Regions from separate parts of the Mus musculus genome. Here all the other regions are linked to region 2. The links are chromatin contacts, called in public promoter capture Hi-C maps. All regions are on one chromosome and are shown on one strand. Each heading gives the region's core, a stretch centred on a gene start, on an enhancer-like site or on the middle of the called end of the contact. The rest is flanking DNA. Distances are from core to core; before and after follow the strand shown.

The links. Promoter capture Hi-C pulls out the DNA fragments that hold promoters and counts their contacts. Capture Hi-C pulls out chosen DNA fragments and counts their contacts.
Region 1: a contact with region 2 is called in a promoter capture Hi-C map of liver, with 3 times the contacts expected there. The contact joins the promoter of 4932437C15Rik here to the promoter of Lhpp in region 2. A contact is called at or near these places in 12 of 39 promoter capture datasets (the 3T3-L1 cell line, 3T3-L1-derived adipocytes, the C10 cell line and 8 more), 1 of 15 datasets of contacts at CTCF or cohesin (pro-B cells), 2 of 115 datasets of contacts at active chromatin or transcription factors (embryonic stem cells and microglia) and 5 of 9 other capture datasets (adipose tissue, embryonic stem cells, liver and 2 more).
Region 3: a contact with region 2 is called in a promoter capture Hi-C map of pre-B cells, with 5 times the contacts expected there. The contact joins the enhancer-like site here to the promoter of Lhpp in region 2. A contact is called at or near these places in 17 of 39 promoter capture datasets (the C10 cell line, the HPC-7 cell line, HPC-7-derived erythroid cells and 9 more), 1 of 15 datasets of contacts at CTCF or cohesin (large pre-B cells), 2 of 484 Hi-C or Micro-C datasets (embryonic stem cells and nephron progenitors), 5 of 115 datasets of contacts at active chromatin or transcription factors (all in embryonic stem cells) and 4 of 9 other capture datasets (adipose tissue, embryonic stem cells, liver and 1 more).

The regions. Positions count from the first base shown.
Region 1 is chr7:132,999,770-133,003,728 of GRCm38.p6, forward strand. 4932437C15Rik (a long non-coding RNA gene) reads left to right here and starts at 1,619. Exons shown (of 2, transcript XR_378552.2): 1 at 1,619-1,961. All of the region lies in intron 1 of Ctbp2 (C-terminal binding protein 2), which reads right to left.
Region 2 is chr7:132,609,189-132,612,942 of GRCm38.p6, forward strand. It overlaps Lhpp (phospholysine phosphohistidine inorganic pyrophosphate phosphatase), which reads left to right and starts at 1,455. Exons shown (of 7, transcript NM_029609.1): 1 at 1,455-1,642. The coding sequence starts at 1,518.
Region 3 is chr7:132,899,540-132,903,106 of GRCm38.p6, forward strand. All of the region lies in intron 1 of 1500002F19Rik (a long non-coding RNA gene), which reads right to left. Gm46003 (a long non-coding RNA gene) reads left to right here. Exons shown (of 2, transcript XR_001778301.2): 2 at 1-2,783. Among named protein-coding and RNA genes, the nearest start is that of Gm46003, 4.4 kb to the left of the region's middle. Within about 2 kb of position 1,487, at least 16 of the 459 cell types and tissues checked have an H3K27ac peak or open chromatin away from gene starts, as enhancers often do.

The DNA.
Region 1 (3,959 bases), core at 369-2,868, 390 kb after region 2:
GAAACTGACTTTCTAAGTTATCTTATGATTTTCATGTGTGAATGAACACACACACATAAATATAACCCAGGTCCCATTTAAAAAAAAAAAGAGGCAACATGGAGCTGAGTGTAGTCTTGATACTTCCAAGTCAAACCCAAGGCCTCCAAGACGGAGGCCACACAACAGGGTCATTCACCCTCATAGGGCACAGGCCTGCTGTCATGCCTCCTCACGTGACCTGGGTCTTCAAATAAACTAACAAACAAAAAACAGGCCAGCATAAAGTCAAATGGAGGAAGCTTGCAGGTGTCTTTGTTCTGAAAGAACTTTCCAGAGAACTCCTAGGGCCAGCAGGCAGCCCAAGCCTATCAATCACCCTGTGAAGTGAGATAGCCAGGGCCATTCTGGAAATGGGACAGGGGTGGCCCTCGTTAGTACGCCCTATGATACTCAAGTGCATATTCTCTGGTCCTCTAGGACGCAGCTCGGCCCAGGCCCCTTCCCCTTCAATTGTCTAGACAGCAGACTGGGGACACCCACAGCACAGCACCTGATCGACATGACATCACTGTACCTTTGGGGTCACCTGCCTGTGGGGGAGGGGGTGGGGGAGGGAGGGTTTCCTGACTGTTGTACTTCCCAGCCTCTCCTTGCCTGGAGTCCTCACAGCCTCCTGCTTTGGACCCAGATTTGGGGACACTTCCCTAGGCCAGCTGTTTCCTTGTCAAGGAAGGAGATAAGTATGATGGACTAAACAGGACAGCCTTCAGTTATCCAGATAAAGTCTCATAGCAGCCTAACAGCCACACCATGTACAGGGAGATCTGTGGCCAGGGCTGTTGCCTCTCCCCTTTTGCAGAGGCTCCAAGTTGGGCTGTCTCCTTCCTCCAAGTCTGTTTATCCTCTCAGAGGCTGCCCAACATATGGAAGAACGTGGCTGTCCCTAGGTGAAGTGTCCCCTCAGATCCTATATGGAGCACAGGTTGTTCTAGGAGCCATGTGGCCTTTATGTGACCATTGAGACACTCAAAGCAGGAGCCTTTTGCAAAAGCAAACTCACCTTCAGGCCTCCGCCTCTTTGCTAAGGGGCATTGTCTTGACTAATGATTGATGTGGGGGACCCAGCTCACTGTGGGCAGTATCACCACTTGGACTGGTAGTCCTGGATGAAGGCTTAACCGACCATGGGAGCAAGCCTGTAAGCAGCGCTCTTCTGCTTCAGTTCCTGCCCTGCTTTCGTTCAGCAATGGATTGTGACCTGGCAGTCACAAGCTGGAATAAACCCTCTCCTCCACAAGTGGTGTTTGGTCCACAGCAATAGAAACACGAAGACGACCCTCCTAACTGGACATGCATGGATCCTCTTGTACCTCACAGGCTAGCCACACACTCCTCTGGTACTCTTACCACCAACCACATCATCCCTGTACCATCTCAGGACAGACTAGGGGCCTAGAGCAGAGAGAATGTTTAGAACAAGCTGGGGTTGGAAGGGAATCATGAACCATCACTGACTGAACGGCAGTCAGGTCCTGATGTTGAGGCATTCCTTCTATGCACCCGCCACCTACCTGAGAATCTCTGACCCATAAGTACAGTAAGGTGCCCAAGTGGTCTCAAGTGCTAACATCCTTTTACCCTATATGCCCTCACTGGTCCATGGTTCTTATAACGGACAGCTTAGCCCTATGAAAAAACAAAAGCCCTAAAATGCCCCACCTATCCTTAGTAGGTCAAGGTGAGGTGCTGGAGATGGCTACTGTGCCCAGGTCACAGAGGGGCAAGTGAGGTGGCAGTGATCTCACACAGCTCTACCTGGATTCATCCTGGAGTCAATCAGCCATGGAGCACCATCCGCTCAGCAGATGAGCACTCAGGCTGTGGCACATGAGCCTGAGTGACATCAGCCCTGCCTGCTCTCTACTGAGGGCCAAACTCCAAGACGTGGGTAGAGGGGCTGGCAGCACCAGGACACACAAGTAAGAACCCCCTACACTCACAGTCTGTAAAAAGCTTGGCTTTAAAGGGGCTAACAGGTTGGTTCATTGCACAAAGTCAGAAGTTTAGGCATAGATTTAGGTGTAATTTACCCCACCTCGCCAAGGGGGACAGCACCGGGGACAAGAGCCATCATCCAGTGCATCTGGAGTGGCTGAGAGCCACCAACTAAGATGTCCATCTGCAATATCAGAGCATGTATCTGTTACCCGGGTAACAGACTCCAGGTTGCCTAGTGATCGTTTCCCTTCCTGACTTGGTCTCCTTTTTCTTTGGTGAATCCCATTCTTTGTTCTTTCCCTAGGCTGAGGTGGGTCCGTGGTACATCTTGTTAAGGCTAGAGGTATGAATCCCAGCGGCCAATCTGCTAATAGCAGGGCAAACTAAAGGGGGTGGGGTGGGGTGTGTGTGTGTAGAGACCTATCGGCTGGGAAAGGGTGCTAAACAGGGGTGGCAGGGTAGGTGACAGGAGCCACCTGGCACCAGGTGTGAGGAGAACTGGGAACACGTCATCTGCATATCAGGGAACACAAAATCAAAGGCAGAGGCCCAAACACAGACAGCTACCAGCAGATTTCCCATCTCTTTCAACAATTCTGACAAACTGAACCATTTTTAATATATTAGGTACATCCCACTGTAAACTACATTAGCATGATACGCACGTGGCCCTCAGAGGTGGGGATTAGGTTGACCACTGGCTTGGAGCCATGGCTCATTTCTTCAATACCTAGGGGAATTTGGGGGAAGGAAGCCAAAGGCACGGTGCTTAATGAGGATTCCTTCCAAAATGGAGTTTAGGCTCCCAGGTACAAGACACTGCTCAAGGCCGTCCCACATGTCTAAATTCTAAGACTGGCAAAGACCCGGCAATGCTGCCGCCCTTCTGCCCTTCTCAGCCTTCCCCACTGGGGAGACACCTGACCAGACAAGGTGTTCAATGACTATCCAAAATGGTAATGTGTCCCTCTACATTCCCCAAAGACTTGCTCTGTCCAGCAACAATTAGGCTTGTTACAGGAACTTGGTCAGTGCCCTGCTGCCAACGGCCTACCCAGCATTATATGTGAGGCAGAGAGCTCAGCTAGTCCCCCTGGTGTCAATTACTAGCTGGCTCCAGGATTGCCTCTATACAATACGGGGGCCTTGTTCATCTGCATGGTACCATGGTGCTGCAGTTTGCAGCCAGGCTGCTGCCGGTCCCTGGGTGCTCAGAGTTGAAGCTATCTCAGTAATGTTAACTCAGAGAAAACCAAAGCCAACACTAAGCCAAGATGTTCACATTTGTGCTGGCCACCTCAGTGAAGCCAGGTTCAAGGTTCCAAGGCCTTGTAGATCCCAAGTGACTTCCGGAGAGATGCTGGCTGCTTTCTGGCTACCTAGTCTCCCTGTCATATAGACAGGAGGGAAAAAAAAAAAGGCACTGTACTCCTGTATGACGCTGCATATCCAGAAACACATGCTCTCACCCAACACACAGACAGAGCTACAAGCAGATGTGCCATCAACTCCTTTAAACTAATGGGATATTATGGCTAACCTGCAGTTACAGTAACACAACACACAGACGACCCTTGGTGCTTAAGGAAGGCCATTTCCTGGCTTGGGATCCCATGGCTGTCATGCTTCCGGAAGTATTAGCAGGAAGGGAATGTGGTGATCCTGGCCCACAAGCCTGCCCTGTATTCTGAGGAGCACTTACCATTTTCTTGAATAATACATGTGTAAAGTTGAAGAAGGAAAAGGACCCATGTCTAAAATGTGGTCTGAATCAGTTTCTGTTGCTTGCAGATTAAGAACCTAATGTCCGGGGATGGAGGGGTGGGGCTCAGCAGCTAAGAGCACATGTTCTGGCTTCCTTCCCTGCCCCCACAGATGGTGGTTGACAACCATCTGGAACTTCGGTTCTAGGAGCTGTGGCATCCTCTTGTGGCCTCCACTGGTACTGCCTGCACCTACCCACATGCAGGCAAAAACAC
Region 2 (3,754 bases), core at 205-2,704:
GGGGTTTTCCTTCAGTGATTATTGGATTTATAGACACATAACTCCTGGTTATGCAGGACTCCAGCCTGATTCTCCAGCCTTCACTTCCTAACCCCCAAATCTGTAAGCTCTTTCTTGCCCGATGTAAGCAAACTTTCTCAAGTTAGAGCAGCTTCTTCAGTCTCTCTGTATAATATTGATCTCTAGCACAGTAAACCCACTCAGGGTAGACATTATACCTTTTATTTCTCTTGCGAGCAGCTCCTCTGGTAAGCTCATCAAAAGAATAATGCACACTTTGTTGAAATGCGTTAAAGTTCTAACATTCTGGGTGCTGGAGAGGTGGCTCAGTGGTTAAGAGCACTGGATGGTCTTTCAGATGGACCAGAGTTCAGTCCCAGCACCCACATCATTAATCATCAGGGTCTATATATAATTCTTGTTTCAGGGATCAACACCCTCTTCTGGCCTCCCGAGACACATAAAATTTGGTGTTTTTTTCTACTCATATTACCATGCTCTTTATTTTTGCAAGGCTGTTGTCTGCATATAACTTTTGAATTTGTGTTTTTCATATAATGTTAGAACAGAAGAGTTTTCCAAGGTAGTTAGCGGGAGTCTCTCTCTCTCTCTCCTTCTCCCTTTCTGTCCCTCTCCCCCCTGTCTTCCCCCTCCCTCCCCCTTCTCTCTCCAATCCCCTTCCCCTCTTTTTGTTTTGTTTTGTTTTTTTGTTTTTTTTGAGACAGGATTTCTCTGTGTAGTCCATGCTGTCCTGGAACTCGCAACAGGCTGACCTCAAACTCTGAGAGCTTCAGCTGCTTCTGCCACCTCCCCTGGCTGATCTTTCTTTCAGCACATTTCTTTCAGCATCTCTGATATGCAACCTGTATCCTCTACATTAATTTTCTTCAGCTTGTCTTGGCATTATCATTTATTTACACCGCAGTCATTCTGTTTGCACACGTTCCTTTAGTGTGTTTCCAAGGAATTGGATGGTGCCATCTAACCGCCTGCAAGATCTCTCCCTCTCTCTTCCATTTTTGAGACAGAACCTCACTACTGAGGCTAGGATGTCTCCAACACTTAAAATTTCATTTATTTAATTAGTATACGTGTGTGTGCATGCACTCGTGGGGAGATCTGGGGACAATGTCAGGAATAGGTTTTCTCCTGCTATTGTATGGGTCCTGGGAATAGAATTAAAGTTAAGTTTTGTGCCAAACACCTTTACCCCCTTGTGGCATCTTGGCTTCACACTCTCAGCCCTGCTGGGGATTACAGGTGAGAGCCATCCCTCCTGGACTGTTTCACTTTTCATTTCAAGTTGTCATGTCCTGACTCTTAGGGGTTTGAACTCCTTCCGCAGGATGCGTTCACTGCTTTTCCTGATAGTCAAGCGTCAGGCTGGTCCACGTGGTTCCCAGTTTGCTCCCGGCCCGCCCGCCGCGGATTACATTTCCCAGGCAACCCCGCGCGGGAGGCGTGGCTGCGGGATAAAAGCAGCGGCGACGCCGAGTTCGGATTTATAGCTGGACACGATGGCCGCATGGGCTGAGCGGCTGACGGGCGTGCGGGGAGTGCTGCTTGACATCTCCGGGGTGCTATGTGATAGCAGCGCAAGCGGTGCAACCGCTATCGCAGGCTCTGTGGAGGCAGTGGCGAGGTTAGTGAGCTCAATGCAGGGGGTTCCCGGCTGTGTCAACTACCGGGGGCGGGGCGTTCGCGCTAGCTCCGCCTTCTCGAGTGCTAGCTCCACCCCTCAGGCTGGCTAGGAACCTTGTCGGGGGAAGGTTGGGTTGGTCCTAGGCATTTATGGGTTGAAGCTGTGTTTTGGAAGCAGTTGGTTAACTTGCAAGTAAAATACAGATTCAAAAAGTGTAGACTATCTCATTAATATTGCAACCTGTTAGGCCGGGGAGATGGCTCCATGGGTAAAGACACTCATTGCCAGTTGTGTGTGACACCTGAGTTCAATTCTTGGGACCCACATGGTAGAATAAGAACGGTGGCTACCGTAAGTTGCCTCTCTCTGCCCTCCATGCATGTCCTCCATCTTAAAAGTAAATAAATGGAAAAGTTACTTTAAAATATTTCTTGATGTTGCTTACACGTTTAAGTGACTATTTTTAATATACTAGGCTAAGTAAACTATTCAAATGATCCACCTGTTTCTCTTAGAAAACTTTAAATCATATACATGGCTAGCCATCTAATTCTCTTGTATTGGTTTTGATTTGAGGAGGACAAGGGGTCTGGCTCATTACACCTTGCCAATGCAGAATGCTGTCAGAGACCACAATTGGCATTAAACCTGGGCTATTTGTCTTTGGTCCGCAGATAGCTTTGTGTAATGTGGATGAGCAGTTGGAGGCTGCTCATTGTTTAGCATTATTCTCTCAATATCACTCTCTGGGGTACCCTGACCTAACTAGCACTATTTACTTATTTGCAGTTAAGTAAGTCCTTTGATCCCGAGAGGCCCTCCCCTACTTATCTGTTTGTGTGTGTGTGTGTGTGCGTGTGTGTGCGTGCGCGCGCGCGTATGGTTGTGGAGAGAGAGAACACTTGAGCAAGAGGGGTGGCACTGATGGTGTAACAAGGACACAGACTATGTTTTGTAGCACAGTGAAAGGGACTGGTATGGGACAGCTAGTCCTAGGAAACACCTAGACCTTCTGGGTGGGTGAAAGTCCAGTTTACATGTCTTTCTGGCTTCTACATTGTCTCCACTAACTCCAGAACTTAAGGCTGGCTTTGTTTCACTGAGCCTTGGATATGAGCAGTTAATTCTGTGGAGGCCCCTCTTAGAGTGTAGCGGGACAGACACTGGACGATGTAAGCAGCCAGGACGTTATGAGGATCTCATTGGAAGGAAGGTAGACCATAGTTTGTGCTCAAATGAATAAACTGAGTCACTCACCATAGATGAGTATACGTGAAGATAGTGCCAAAGCATATAAGCCCCGGGATAGTGCCACCTGTAGGAAGTGACTTCCCACTTTAATTAACAGCTGAAGAGAGTCCACCCACAGACAGGCCCAGATGCTTGTCTTCTGGATGATGCTAGCTCTCATCGAGCTGCCAATTGAGATTACCGGTGTCATACATGTGTATCTACACACACGCACACACACACACACACACACACACATATGAACATGGATACATGTACAAATATGTATAATGAAAATGAGGTTTCTTTTGGCATCTTGCCAAGAAAGCTTTCACATCTATGGCCCAGAATATATAAATCAAAAAAGTCAGCCATTGAGTGAGAATGTGGACAGAAGACAGAAGACTCACCAGGAAAGAGACACTGGTGACCCCCTCAGCGCAGGAAAGATGCTCCACCCGTTGCATTAGAAATGCAAATTCAAACTATACCAATAGGTTCTTTTTTTTTTTTTTTTTTTTTTTGATAAAACTGGGAACAAGTTCACTTTTTTTCTTTCTTTTTTTTTTTTTTTTTTTTTGAGACTTCGTAGAACCAAGTGCTGCTACCTTATGTGAGAAGACAAAATTGGCACTGCAGTAGTGGGTACAATTCTGGGTATTTGTTCTGACTTGTTTACTAGAAATAACTGAGCCGGACAGTGGTGGCGGACACCTTTAATCCTAGCACACAAGAGGCAGAGGCAGGAGGATCTCTGTGAGTTCAAGTCCAGCCTGGTTTACAAAATGAGTTCTAAGACAGCCAAAGCTACACAAAGAAACCCTGTCTGAAAGAGAGAGAGAGAGAGAGAGAGAGAGAGAGAGAGAGAGAGATTGAGAAAAG
Region 3 (3,567 bases), core at 237-2,736, 290 kb after region 2:
AGTTCGCAGCCTGGTCTATACAGCAAGCTCTAGTACAGTACACAGTACAGTACAGTATTCTCAAAAATAAACCAGTTCCCCAAAACCCAAAGTTCATTTTAGAAGTAAAGTCTTCTTATGCTCCTTTGTTCTGTTTTTGCTTTTATTTTTGTTTTTTCAAGAGAGGGTTTCTCTGTGTAGCCCTGGCTCTCCTGGAACTGACTATGTCGGAGACCAGGCTGGCCTCCAGCTCACAGAGATCCACCTGCCTCTGCCTCCTGAGTGCTAGGATTAAAGGCGTGCGCCACCTTGCTGAGCAAGAGAGTCTTATTTCATCTACAGAGTAGTTCTGTAAGTTTTCTTCTCTGGGGGATGGATGGCTCAGTGGTTACCAGCTCTTGTTGCTTTTTCAGAGAACCTGAGGTATGTTCCCAGCACCCACGTTTGAGGTTTACAACCGTGTGTGACTCCAGTTCCAGGGGACCTGACGCTCTTTGGCTCACACAGTGAACATATGTACCTTCAGGTACACAAATATACAGATGAAATAAAATGAGTAGGTGCAAACACATATAGACACAAAATAAAATGAATAAATAAATCTTTTTAAAATGTCTTTTTCTCTCCTCCTCCTCCTTCCTTCTTTCTTCTTCTTCTTCCTTCTTCTTTTGAGACAGGGTCTGCTATGAACATCGGGCAGGTCTGGAACTCATGATGATCTCCTGTCTGTCCAGGGGCCCTGCCCCTCTATAAGTACTCTTTGAAGGCCCTGCCTCCTGGATTCTTGGTGCAAAGGCTCTTGGTCTTTACAAGCCAGCCCTCAGAGATCAGCTGTACCTGCCTGTAATGCTTAAAACAGAATTTGGTGTAGTCGTCCAGCAGCTATGGACAAGCTGGGTATACCACAGAGGGGGACTGGAAATGAAAAAGGAAAGGGGAGAGAAGGATGAAGCCAAGGCAAAAGTTTCTGATCAATGCTCAAAGTTTAATATTGAGCACTGTATTTATATAGGGAGAACCCACAGACCCATCCTTTGTTTCAACTGGATTATTTCTGCTTTGTTTCAGTTGGATTATGTTGCAAAGCAAAGTCAGCAGGCAATCTACTCCTGTAGGAAATTGCAGGTGCTGCAAGGCTGAAGACTCCACCTAGGTGGTTAAGGTTCAACTGTAGCAAACATTTAGGGTCTATTTAGCCTGCTCAAGGCTGGGGAAGGGCACAATGTGGGGCTGGTGATCATGCAGCCTGGGAGCTGATGCAGGGCCTCCACTTCTGGCTCTTTTCCTGTGTTTAGCTGCTATGAGGTCATGGGTGCAGCTGCCATGTCAACTCCTGAACATAGTCTTCCCCGAAACTCTTCCCACCTCCAGCTCTTACATCCTTTCTGCCCATCTTCAGAGACTCCCTGTATCAGGTGATATAGATGTCATGTGCCATTTAGGGCTGAGCACTCAACAGGCACCTATTCTTAGACCAGCAATGAGTTTCCACATTAAAGGTGTCAACAAAGCAAAGCCTCTTTCTATGACAAGTCCCATCACATGACCCTGAGCAGTTGGTTTAAGCAACTTCTGTGTCCAAAGAGAGACCTGTGACTCTTGTATCCCTATACTAGAGAGAGGAATGGGACAATGGCATCAGCAGTGGCTGAGTGAAACAAACCGGTTGTGCAGGCTGCCTTGCTACCCACCCCTGCCACAAAAGATAATAGGCAGGGAAGTGGGACTGGGAGGCAGTGGTGCTGTGGCTGAGGGAGGGGGTGTGGCCAGTACCTTACAACCCTAAGGAGTTGGGGTGCTTGCCAGAGGGGAGACTGGCAGCCCATCCTCATGCTGCTCTGAAGAGCTCCCCAACAGAGCCACTAGAGATAAACTTGGCAAAGCTCTTAGGCAAGTGAGAGAAGGCTGAATGTCATTTCTGAAGGAGTGTGAGGGTGACACAGCAGCTGAGGGTATGAGGTGAGGTCAGCCAGATGGTGAGTCACCTGCATCAGGGCTGTGTGATGCTAGAAGTCAGCTTTGGAGGGATAGCTGGGCCCTTACCACCTCCCCCCCCCCCAAGTCCCCAGTTTCAATGTACACTGAAGGAGACAGCAGTTACAAATCTGCCATCACAGAGGACAGTGAGAACAGTGTGAAAAGGAGGAGCCAAGTAGAAATATACTTGTGGTGCTGTTGTTTGGTAGCTTGTGCTGGTTTGGGTTTTGTGAGATAGGGTCTTTAGGTAAGCCAGCCTGGCTTAGAACTTAACGTTCACCTGCCTCTGCCTCTTGCTCTCTGGGACTACCGCTTTGTGCCACCACACTCTGTTTCCTTTTGCTCTTCTACTGACCCTTCCTCTTCCCTGTTCTAAAGTGAGAGTCGCTGCAGGTGGGGATGGAGATGGGTTGTGGGGGACAGAGAAAATGGATCTCAACTCCTTCAGCTCTGCTTGGGGGAAGCTTCAAATTGGCATAGCATTATGGTTTACCTTGAACCGCGCTCTTCGCTACTTAAAATGAGGGCTGTTGCTCAACGCTGTCGGTGGGATGTGCTAAGTGTCATCTGGGAGGGGAGAATTAGCAGAGGAGCTCTGCACGGAGGGTGGAAGGCCTGTGACTTGCTACAAGGTTGAGAATGTTAAGAGGGCTCAGGGTGTGGCTCAGTTGGTAGAGTCCTTGGTTAGTATGCACAGCCCTCCAGGTGTGATACCCAGCACATGGTGACCTGTAACTTCATCCAGCACACAGAAGGTAGAGGTAGAGTTCTATATTGGCTAATAGCAAATGTAATAGTACCTAGACTACAAGAGCATAGCTGCAAAAGAAAAAAAAAAGAGTAGGGAAAAAAAGGGCTGAGTGGTGGTATAAACTTTTAATCCCAGCAGAGGCAGGTGAATTTCAGTGCGTTTAAGGCCAGCCTGGTCTACAGAGCAAGTTCCAGGACAGCCAGGGTACACAGAGAAACCCTGTCTCAAAAACCAACCAACAAACAAAAAAACAAAAACAAAAAAAGAAAAGAAAAAAAAACCCACATTGCTGTGTACGAAGATGTGCATAATCGCAATCCCAACATTTTCGAGGTGGAGATGGTGTGGAAGTTTGCATGACAAATGTTCCCCATAGTTTCAGGCATGTGAATAATTGGTCCCTAAGTATGTTGCTAGGGCTGGGCTCCTAGAGTCCAAACCTCCCACCACTTCCAGGTGGATTTCTTTGCTTGTGGTTTAGGACCTGAGCTCTCAGCTTCCTGTTCCTGACGCCAATGCTGTCATCTGATGCCATGCCTCAGCTTCACCATCATGGACTCTCATCCCTCTGGAACCAGAAGCGGGGGTAGGGGGGCACTCTATTCCTTAAGCTGCCTTTGGTCACGGTGACTTATCACAGCAACAGAAAAGTAGTGAGTACAATCCATTGCAGAGCAAGATGGAAGCCAGGCAGTGGTGGAGCACACCTTTAATCTCAGCTCTCGGAGGTGGAGACAGACAGATCTCTGTGAGTTTGAGGCCAGCCTGGGCTACAGGGAGAGTTCCTGGACAGCCAGGGCTATGCAGAGAAACTCTGTCTCAAAAACAAAACAAAGCAAAACAAAACAAAACAAAACAAA